Linked DNA regions of Oryctolagus cuniculus: region 2 is linked to region 1. The links are chromatin contacts, called in public Micro-C maps. All regions are on one chromosome and are shown on one strand. Each heading gives the region's core, a stretch centred on a gene start, on an enhancer-like site or on the middle of the called end of the contact. The rest is flanking DNA. Distances are from core to core; before and after follow the strand shown.

Evidence for each region. Hi-C and Micro-C count contacts between places; a contact is called where the count stands out from the background.
Region 2: a Micro-C map of ear pinna shows a contact between it and region 1, with 5 times the contacts expected there. The contact joins the promoter of PDS5A here to the promoter of UBE2K in region 1. A contact is called at or near these places in 3 of 6 Hi-C or Micro-C datasets (ear pinna, psoas muscle and an unstated tissue).

What each region holds. Positions count from the first base shown.
Region 1 is chr2:33,548,294-33,554,136 of mOryCun1.1, forward strand. UBE2K (ubiquitin conjugating enzyme E2 K) reads left to right here and starts at 2,228. Exons shown (of 6, transcript XM_051842473.2): 1 at 2,228-2,402.
Region 2 is chr2:33,762,207-33,768,049 of mOryCun1.1, forward strand. It overlaps PDS5A (PDS5 cohesin associated factor A), which reads right to left and starts at 2,890. Exons shown (of 33, transcript XM_008275183.4): 1 at 2,693-2,890; 2 at 1,645-1,822. The coding sequence starts at 1,782.

The sequences.
Region 1 (5,843 bases), core at 978-3,477:
CTCACATCCTCAAAGAAATGACTAAATCCATCTAAATGGCCCACCTGTGATTTGAGTATTTTAAGTTCCTTTAAAGTTCTAAGAGCTGGACTGGGGAATTAATGAGTGGTAAAAATGGAAAATGCTTAAAAAATTTGGATACCTTAATTTGCTTTAAATGTACTGGAACATAGCATTGCATGACTTACATTATGCCAATACTCCACTGTATCGTGACCTACGTACAGTATATAGTTGACTCCTCGTAGGACCGCTAGGGGGCTCTGCTAGAAGGTTGTTTTTTTTTTTTTTTTTTTTTTTTTTTAATCGTCTACGTTAGTCCACTTAGGAAATGTTTTGAGAGGATCCTTGTAACTCTGAACTTCTAAAACTTGAAAGAGATCGTTAACTCTAGCTTTCTTATTTCACAGACGAGGAAACCAAAGCTGGCCAAAAGAGCAGGCAGGGGAGAAAATTGTAATAAGAAAATCTGCTCTTGCTTTTTGGGGCAGGAATTCAAGAAATTCCCTTTTGCCATGTGCCTCTGCCGAACTATTCATGTCCAACGGCTACTTCCTTTTTGGCTGCCACAATTGTCGTTATTTTTGCTAAATTCATGTGGCTGCCGTATTTTTGCAATAGGACATTTTGCTGATTGGGTTATGTGATTACGACCTTTAATCCCCATTCCAAAAGTTCTACTCATAAGAGTCCTTGGTGTCAAAACCGTCTTATTTACTGCAAGCGCTGTCGACCATGTCAAATAGCTTTTCAAACAGAGTATCCACCTCCACCATTTTCCTTTTTTTACACATTCAATATTGATTGAGTGCCTACTAGCGCCAGCCACCTTAGCAGGCTCTAGGCCCCAACACCATCCCTGTAAGGAGCTTCTGTTGGCCAGTGTTCACCTTAATGCGTAGACTTCCACAAGCCTGGCCCAGTGGTTCATCGTCAGCAGCAGCAGCAGAGGCAGGGAGTTTGTTAGGCACCTCCTTAGGCCCAGCCTACATTCTTTTTTTTTTTTTTTTGACAGGCAGAGTGGACAGTGAGAGAGAGAGACAGAGAGAAAGGTCTTCCTTTGCCGTTGGTTCACCCTCCAATGGCCGCCGCGGCCGGCGCGCTGCGGCCGGCGCACCGCGCTGATCCGGTGGCAGGAGCCAGGAGCCAGGTGCTTTTCCTGGTCTCCCATGGGGTGCAGGGCCCAAGTACTTGGGCCATCCTCCACTGCACTCCCTGGCCACAGCAGAGGGCTGGCCTAGAAGAGGGGCAACCGGGACAGAATCCGGCGTCCCGACCGGGACTAGAACCCGGTGTGCCGGCGCCGCAAGGTGGAGGATTAGCCTAGTGAGCCGCGGCGTCGGCCCCAGCCTACATTCTAAAGACGAGGCTCACCAATACGATTAAAAAAAAAAAAGAAGAAAAGAAAAAAACTTCCAGGGGTTTTGATGAACACTCAAGTTTGAAAACCAAGGTTTTAGTTCCACAGATTAGCGGTCAGTATCTGGTTTCTAAACCCACTTCAGATCTTTCCAGGGGAAACCTATCTCAAATAGAAGCAATGGGCTCCAACAATAGCCGCCCTGAGTTTAATGACGGGTAGTCCCTCAGATGATCATTGTTAAGAGTGGCAGTCATGCTCTGCCCTCCTCTCCCCCCCACAAAGAAAAAAACCATAAAAAAAAAAAAAAAACCAGCAAAAAAACCCAAGCCACCGCGGTGGCTTTTCTGGGGCTGTCCTAACCGACCCTGGGCCGACCGGGGCCGCGCTTTCACACAGACTCGGCGGGCACACGCAGCCCGGATCCGGCTGAGTCAGGGCGACGCTCAGGCCGCGTGGGGCCGCAGGAAGCCCTCAGCCGGGCTCGGGCCTCCATGCAGAGGCCAGGGGCCGGCAGCCCCGCCAGTACCACACTGGGGGTCGTCCAAGCGAGGCGCGGGTGGGGGGAAGCAGGGGCGCAGCGGCGAATCCGAGAGGCCGAGGCAGGGATGGCCAGCGCGGAAGCCGCACCCGCCCGGCCCCAGACGCCGGCAGGGCGGAGTCACGCGTCCGCAGCTCCGGCTGAGACGCGCGGCGCGGCGCGGGCTCGTGGCTGAGGCGTATGGGGCTACAACGGGAGCGGCTGCGCCGCCCGGCCGGGTCGGTGTCGTGCGCATGCGCGGGTCCGGCGCCATTTTGGTGGCCGGGCGCGGAGGTGATTCCACAGAGCAGAGCCCGGCGGCCGGGGTGGCAGCGGCGGTGTTCGTGTGCTGGGATCTGAATCTCCGAGGGAGGAGGCGGTGGAGGAAGAGGTGGCGGCGGTGGCGGTGGTCGTAGCGGTGGCGGAGGAGGCGGGTACGAATCAGCTGCGGGCGGAGACATGGCCAACATCGCGGTGCAGCGAATCAAGCGGGAGTTCAAGGAGGTGCTGAAGAGCGAGGAGGTCAGAAATGAACTCCCGGACATTCCCCCACCAAGGCCCAGGGCGGGCGGGCCCTCCCAGCGGCGACCCCGATATCCCCGGTGGCCCTCCCCGCGGCCGCCCTTTTGCCTGTGGGGAAGCGGCCGTCTCCCCCTCCTCCTCCCGCCGCCTTCCCCTCCCTTCTAGGGCCCTGGGGTGGACGGCTCGCGGGCGGGTGGTCTGGGGAGGAGTACGGTTTGGGGGGGGGCGGATGAAGAGGGGTGCACTCCGCGGCGGGGTACGAGCTCTCTCTCCCGAGCCTCGAGGCGGTGGCAGCAGCTGGAAGTGTGGCTGTGGGGTGTGGGAAGGCAGCAAGGCCGGGCCTGAGAAAACCCGGGAAGTGGGTTGGGGGAAGGGGAAAGGTGGTAACTGGATCCGGAGAGCAGCGCTGCTCCAAGGCCCACACTCTGAAGGGTCTTGGGGTTGTTGCCTGTTAGGCCTTTGCTGTCCGTTCCGAAGGCGAGGAGCGATGAGAGCCCTGAGGTGCTGGGGGAAGGAGAAGGACATGCAGAGGTATTCCCTCCTAGTTAGGCGTGGGGAGACAGGAAAGGCATAATGGGATACTAGCTTGTTTGGGGGATGGGATAAAGGAATTTTCACCTGAGATAGGGAATTAATTCCAAATGAGATCTTTATCTCCTTTCCACGTGCCCCCCAGTTCCTAGGCCTCTTTATTGACATCTAGTGCTTTTTAACGGGGCAGAGGCTAGGTAGTGTATTAAAGATATTTACATATTTTTAGCTAAGGAAAAAATAGTGAATGAGTAGCTTATTTGAGAACATTATTTACAGGTTACATATCAGACTGTCTCAAGACAATGCCTCTGTGACTCGTGTTGGGCCATGAAACTCCATTATGATGTCCCTCATGGTTAAAACTTGTGTCTTTTAAAAATAGACCCATTAAAAACAAAGGATTTCACCCTGTTAATACATTGTTGTCTCTTAATTGAGTAGGTTTAACTCAATATACATCTCTTGACATAGCATATTCTTTATTTTTAAATTGTCTTTTTCTGCCGTTGAGTCCTGCAGAATTTAGATGCCTTACTTCTGACCACATTTACTTATGTAAGGTATTTAAAATGTCCTAGTAATTCTGACTCGAAACTCTGCAAGTGTCAGTACAGTTTGTCATAACTACTGAAAATTACTATTTTCGAGATCCACACCCATGTCATTATTGAATATATCATTGCTATTTGTGTCTTTTCTAATTGTTGCTTTGATAATGTCAATAAAGATTTGTGACACTCAGCCTTCCCAGGATGTGATGAGTAATTGACATAGTCTAATAGCACTTAAGCTTTATTTGTGTCATTGAATCTACTGTGATTTCATCTTTCCATACATCAGATGTGGAGAAAATCATTATAAAATTCAAAAATGACAAATACTAGCAGATCTATTGACTATAGTAGTACGTAAGTCATGATCAGCTCTACAGAGCATGTGTATGAACTCTGACCTTTGTGTTCGTTCATATGCCAAAACTCTGAATGGAAGGATGACTTTGTATTTTTTGTGGTACAATGCAGAATAGAGTCATTAATGTCTGGAGAGTGTGCAGTGAAACAGTGGTACTAACTTTCTATTTAGTAATGATAAGAAAGATGTATTCCAGGGTAGTTGATGTATATATTCCTAATGAAGAATTGCGGCTAATATTGTTGCTAACATCCTAAAACATTTCCTTTATAATAAGGGTGTACAAGCCTGAAACTTAATGAACTAATAGTTGTGGTGTTTTTTTTTTTTTTTTGTATTATTTAAAAGTGGTAAGTTACTGCTTCAGGTAATTCACGTGATCTTTTTGCTTTATGTGAGGTGACTTTATCATTGTATTCTTAAGGACTTAAGTTGAGGATTACCAGAAATACTTGTATTACCCTAGAAGTGCATATTGTTAAAATAATCTTTTTTTTTTTTTTTAAATGTAAGGGCTACTAGAGCCTTACTTTTAAAAGTGTCATAGTATTTTAGAGAAAGCAAGCAGGAAATACAAACAAAATTATTTTTAAAGTACCTTTATAAATCTGGAAGGAAACTGCTTCGGAGAAAGTGAGTTGCGAAGAACCTTTAGTTAAGGTCAAGCAGTTTAATCTTGAAATAAATATAACTAATAAACAGCTTTATTTTCATCAATATTTTAGTGGGCCCAGTTATATAAGTAGATTATGTTGATTATTTTCAGCTTATTGAAGGACTGGTGTTCTTTGTAAGGGTATAAATGCAGTATTTTGAATGGCCGATCAGTAATAAGTTATTTCGTCATGTCACGTTATGTGAATCTCTGGTTTACTGAAGTTTATTTCCTGTTCTTGTGTTTACTAAAACTAGTGGTTGATTTAAAGACCCCCCCTTTTTTGGGGAGCCCTTTTGTGTCTTTGTGAAGATAGCTAATGTCACAAGAGGTTATACACAACTATTAGAATATGTATTTGTGCAGGTGAAAGCATCATGAGAAATTGGTAAAAGTAGCTTCTTTTGTGTAGGGGGGTTGGGTGTATAGGGTATGAAGAGATCTGTTCAGACTAAATAAAATACATAAAGGCACCATCTAAGCCTGTTTTCCTTAGGACAGTGTTAGAAATCCATCTTGTAGCTGTTGGAAACTATTTTCTAAAATTGAGTTTTAGGTAATAATTCAAAGTTGTCTGGATTGGTGCATTTTGTAGTTATGAGTTCAGTTGTTGAGATGATTAGGTGAATTGTTGATTGTGATGTTATAAAACCATTCTATTTTATTCAAAAGTTGTATTATTTACCGTCAATTATTACTGGTATTAACAGCTGCCATTTGTAGCCATTTGCTTATACACTGTTGTTAATTCTTAAACACAAATCTTTGAATTTAGATTTCTGAGATGAGAAAATTGAGATCCAGGAGAAGTAAAATTATTTGCGAACATACAGCTTTGGGATTTGGATCTAGGTCTGCTTGTGTTTGTGTTGTACCACATTGTCATGGCTTGTGAAGATAGGCATGCTATTAATTATTTAAAATAATTGAGCTGGGTTTGCATTGCTAGTTAAAGGATTTAAACGCAACCTAATTTGTTAGTTTAAACTCACTGAAATAAGTGTTACCTCTAATTAACGTAAAAGTTTTTAAGCTTTGGAGCTTTTGTGAATTAAAAGCTCTCAATTGAATGCATCTACTCTTGTTTTTATGCTAAATGGTGTCTGTAGTTTTTTCACATTGTAGCTGCATGTTGGTAATGTTTTTAATAGTTTCCTAGAGAATGCTTAAACCTATGGCAGAAACAAATTGATTTCATGAAAAACACTTTTGTATATTTTATTTCAGGGTTAAAACAAACTTTTGTACATTTTATTGTTTTTTATTTTTATTTTTTGACAGGCAGAGTGGATAGAGAGAGAGAGAGAGAAAGGTCTTCCTTTTGCCATTGGGTTCGTCCT
Region 2 (5,843 bases), core at 1,640-4,139, 210 kb after region 1:
CTGCTGGTTCAAGTCCCAGCTACTCCAACTTCTGATCCAGCTCCCTACTAACATGCTTGAGAAAGCAACAGCACATGGCCCAGGTGCTTGGGCTCCTGCATCCATGTAGGAAACTTGGAAGAAGTTTCTGGCTCCTGGCTTTGGCCTGGACTAGCACCAGCCATTGTGGCCAAATGGGGATTGAATCAACAGATAGATCTTTTTTTCTGTCGCTCTCTTTTTTTCTCTCAGTAACTCTGCCTTTCAAATAAAAAATAATTTTTTTTAATTTTAATGAAAGATTTGGGGTTGGCATTGTGATATAATGGGTTAAGCCATCACCTTCAGCACCAGCATACCATATGGATACTGATTGGAGCCTGGCTGCTCCACTTCCAATACAGCTCCCTACTAATGTGCCTGGGAGACCAGTGGAAGATGGCCCAACTGCTTAGGCCCCTGCAGCTTCATGGGAGACCCAAATGAAGCTCCAGGCTGGGTGGGGCAGTTGTGGCCATCTGGGAAGTGAACCAGTGGATGGAAGAACTATCTCTCTCTCTCCCTATCTCTCCCCCTCTCTCTGTAACTTTGCCTTCCAAATAAGCAAAATATTTTTTTAAATTAAAGATTCATAAATTTTTCTTAACATCTTTATATTTCATAACTTAAGGAAGCATCAATTCAAAACCTTAACTCATGTATAATGTTTAGTATCAAGATTCATTTTAATGAAATGAACTGTCATTCCTTCCAAAGAGGCAACAAAGTATAGAATCTCATTAAATTTCTTAAACTAAACTACAGGAGTTAGAACACATTGTACCCATTTACTAAGCATTATACTAAGCTCCAAGAACAAAGGGGCAACATCATTCCCTAAAAATCACATTTTAACACATTGCCCAAGGTAGAGAGGTTATTTCTTCCCTTACCTCCCAACAAGTCTGATCCACACTATGAAACGTCTCCTTAATCACTCCTCTGCCTCTCTCCCCACTAAGGTCACACTGCTTCAGTATTCAAACATCCTTCCCCCAGACTGTTAACAATTTCCTAGTTGGACACTGTCTCCAGGCTTTCCCTACTGGAGAGTGAACCAACAGATGGGAGCACATGGGCTCGAGCTCTCTGTCAAGTAAATAAACAAAAAATTTTACAAAGAGCCACAATACTTTAACTTCTCAGTACATGAACTAAAATCATCACCTCGCTTCAATCATGCATTCTGAAGTCAGTACTTCTGGCAAAGTTGCACCACACTATATATAAAGAAATTTCTGGATATTCAAAAATTGTGATAATTTTTTAAAAACAGCTTCTTGTGCTTAAATCAGTCCCTTAAGAAGCTGATGAAAACAGTAACCTTGCCAAACAATTTATTGCTAACATTTAAGGTTGCAAGCCACTGTGAACAGTATTCTTATGCTTGAAGAACAGGCTTTAAAAAAAAAAATCACACTCCTTTTTAATTTCCCAGCATGGCTGTCCCCACGGAACTCATTCAAAGATGAAGCCAAGACAGAGCAATACCTCTCAGAGCGGGTAAGGGAGAAAACGACAGGCTATCTAAAACACCTTGGAAGGTGAAACTAAGAGTGCCACAGCCAGAGGAGGAAGCCCCTTCGACTACAGCCGTCGGACGTTGCAAGCTGTCGGAAGGCTTACCTTCAGCCGCTTGATCATTTCGTCGGTGGTGATCTTGTCGGTGATCTCCTTCACCCCCGGAGGGTAGGCGATCTTCCCATCGGCACTCACGACGCCACAGAGGGCAGTGGCAGGCTTGGGCTGCGCGGTGAAGTCCATCCTGGGGGACAACTTTTCTTTCACAGTCCTCTACCGGCCTCTATCGGTCAGAAAACCAAAGTTCAGCGAGAAAGGGGCGACTTTGTAACCTCTTTTTTCATTTCAAAAATCTCTAATCGGGAAAGGGCCCTTTCTCCCCCGGAGGCCAGAGACGCGGCCGCGGCTCCAGCGCTGGCTCCTTAGCGGGCCCGGGGATCCCGCCGCCCGCCCGCCGCCCCTACCCGCGCCGGCGCCGCCAGCCCCGGGCCCACGGGGCTCCCGGGCACCAGCCGCCTTGGCCGCGGGAGAAGCCGAGCAGCGCCAGGAGTTTCCCATTCCGCCTTTCACAATGAAATCCACCCCGGAGCTCCTAGGCCCTAAGTTTGGCTGCCTCCGGAGGCCGGTGAAGACCCCAAAGCCCCCGGCTCGGCTAGGCAGAAGCGCCCAGTCCCCGCCTGACCAGTCCACTCCGGGAAAGGAGACGCGAGGCCTATAGGGCTCGGCTTAGGCCGCAAAACTAGGGACCCAACCGGACCCACACGCCGCCGCGGCTCCTGGGAACAAAACGCTCTTGCACGGCCGAGCTTGGGCCCCTGGCAGTCCCCACCGGCTCCCGGCCCTCCTCGGTCCCGCTCCCCCACCCCTGCGGGAGGGGAAAACAGCCGCCTTCCACCCGCAACCCCACGCCAGGAAGAGGCTCCGCACTTCACATTTTGTTCCTTCAACTTCGGCTGATGGACCCCGGAGGCTTCCTACGCCCCCGGCCCCTCGGCGCCGCCCGGCCCCGCCAAGGCCTTACCGGCACCTCCCGGCAGCCGTGCCGGGCCTCGGACCCGCGGCACCTACCCCCCCACCCCCCGCGCTCCGGTCTCCCCTTCCGTCCCCTCCCTCCACCAGCCGAGGGCGGGAGCCGAGCCACCGCCGCCTTTACCTCCTCCTCATGCGGGCGGAAGGTGCATCGAGAGCCCGGGCCTCTGTCAGGTGGTTGCGCCGCCGCCCCTCGTCGGGCTGCACACAAAGCGGCTCCGCGGGTCCCGCCGCCGCCGCCGCCCGCCCGCCCCGGAGCGGCGCTGGGGCTGGCGGTGCCGAGGAGGAGCAGCCGCCGCGGGGGGAGACGCGGGGCGAGTGTGCACTGGGCGGGGAGACACTGCCGCTCTCCGTCTGGCCGAGGAAGAGCAGCCTCGGAGACGGCTCCTCCGGGAGCGTAGGCGCGGGTGTCCGCCCGGGACGCCCCCCACCACCACCACCACCACGGCCAGCCCGCCCGCACCTCGCGCGGGCCGGGGCCGCCGACCCGGACCCGGACGCCCCACGCAGCGGCGCGCGCCCGGCCCTCGGTGCCCCAGGGAGCCGGCGCCTCGCGCACACACCGGCCGGTCACGCGAGCGGCGCGAGAGCACGCGAGAGCAGTGCGCGCGCCTCGCTCCCTCCCCTTCCTCCGCCGGCCGTGCCTCCGCCTCCCTCGGGCCTGAGGCGGCCGCGCGCGGGGCCGACAGCGCCGCCATCCGGTTGGCGCCAAGACCCGCCGCGCGGGGCGCCTGAGGGAGGACGAGCGGAGGAGGAGCTCGGGTGGCGGGAAGCGAACCCCCGTCCCCACGGCCCTGCGAGGGTGCGCCGGGCGGACGGAGCTGCGCCTTTCGCCGCGGCGATGACTTCGTGACTTTGAGGGAGGACCACCCTGAGGGACTGGACGGAACCGGTGGAAAGACGATTAATTACTCGGTGAAAATGAACTGTATTTCCTCCCCAGGGACAGAACTACAAAAGTGAGGGGAAGTTTTTGCAACCCGACAACGTGGGCTGCTCATTTTTGCGTCTTCCGACAGCCAGTCGACTTCGCCTCCTACCCCCCCCCCCACCTTAGATTTCTAAACTTAGTATTTTGAAACCCACAAAAATACCCAGATGGCGCGCAGTCGACTAGTTCTCAAGGTATGGCCTCTGGGCCCCAGGCCTCGGGATCACTCGAGACACTGCCTGAAAAACATGTGTCTCCACCTGGAAAATCTACAGAATAGGAGCTCTGAGTGGAACCCCGGAATAAGCATTTGTACACGTTAGCAAGGTGGTTCCGGTGCGTGTGGGAGAACTCATTTTTAAAGTGTTCTAAACATACCAAAGATGAACTTTTTCTTTCATCTGAAGGAAAACAACCGCCAGGGAAAACTCAGTGCAGCAGCGTGTGAATAATTTAAGGTAAATAATTGAAGCAAGGGAACCTCAATAGCACACACACAATTTCAGAAGAGGAAGTTGAAAAGAGAATACAGTTACGTGAAATAGAATTCAGGTGTTGAAGCTGACCCCTGCCAGAGTTTAAAATGATGGTTGATTGTTTATTTAAATGATTCTTGATGGCTTTCCTTGCTCTTCTCCCCCCTCCAAAGCCTTCAACTTGACCTTAGAAATGCTAGAGGTATTGCCATTGTTTTTCAGGTGTAACACGAGGGAGTAATCATCTTGGACTTCACAGTTGCTGATTTGCTAGAGCTCTTCAGAAAAGTGCTGCTTTCTCCTTAGGTCTAAGAGTAGCAGGAAGAATGCATTTCAGACTGTCCTTAGTTGACATTTTACTCTCCCTCATAACGTTGATGTTTCTTGATTTTGTATATTTAAATAAATAAAGATGGAGGATGCTTTTTTCATTTTCTCAGTAACTTTAAAAAAATTATTTATTTGAAAGGCAGAGAGAATCTTCCATCTGCTGGTTCACTCCCCAGATGGCTGTAAGCCAGGATGCAGGAGCTTCATCTGAGTCTCCCATGTGGGTACAGAAGTCCAAAGACTTGGATCATCTTCTGCGTGCATTAGCAGGGAGCTAGGTCAAAAGTGGGGCAGTCAGGACTCCAACAAATGCCCATATGGGATTCCAGTGCTGCAGGTGATGACGGCTTTACCCTCCATGCCACTGGGCCTTACTCTAACTAATTTATGTACTATTAAATGGAGTTTTGTATATACATAGTTTTTAATCCAATGTATCACATTGTTTCAGTCCAAATTTACCATATGTACTGCCTGAAGCCAGTACAATGTATTACATTGTTAACATATAATTTTGTAATCACTCAAAAGATAGTAAGTTGAAAAATAAAACAAACTAACATCACAAAAGAAAAAAAATGGTAATCCCTGAGTATTGCAACAAAGGGTAGTTGAAAAAAAAATTTGCAGAGGGGCAGGCATTTGGCTTACTGGTTAGGCTGCCATTTCAGGCATAGCACATCCCACTACCTGGATTCCCTGACCCCCTCCTGCTCCTGATTCCAGCTTCCCACTAGTACAGACCTTGGAAGACAGCATGATGGCTCAAGTAGTTGGGTCCCTGTCACCCAAGGGGGAGACCTGGATTGAGTTCCTGGCTGCCATTTCAGGCTTCTGGGGAGAGAAACAGCAAATGGGAACTCTCTGATTTGTTCTATTAGCTTCTCAAAAGAATAAATTCCTAAAAAAAAAAAAAAAAACTATTTAAAATTTTTGTGAAAAATAATTAAAAGATGTTTATTTTCATGCAGAAAAATTTTGATATCAATGATTTTTAATAGATCTATACATAGCTTTTTTCATATTATGCATTTTCATGAATTTTTGAAGACTCTCATAAGCATTAATTCCAAAATTGTTTGCACCAAACTAAACATCTTTTTTTATACAAATATTTGTTTTTATTTATTTGAAAGTCAGAGATAGAGGGAAAGAGAGAGAGAGATCTTCCATCTGCTGGTTTACTCTCCAAATGGCCACAATGGCCAGAGCTGAGTCAGACCAATGCCAGGAGCCAGGAGCTTCTTCCAGGTCTGTCACATGAGTGCAGGGGCCCAAGAACTTGAGCTATCCTCCACTTCTTTCCCAGATGCATTAGCAGGGAGCTGGATCAGAAGTGGGGCAGCCAGGACTCAAACTGGCACCCATATGGGATGCCTGCATGGCAGGCATGTGGCTTTACCTGCTATACCACAGCACTGGCTTAAAAATGTTTTAAACTAAAACTAAACATCTTTTAATTCTATTTTTCCATTAGTCTTTTGAAATATACTCATAAATAATTTTGTACAGTATACTTTAGAATTCTTATTTTTGTT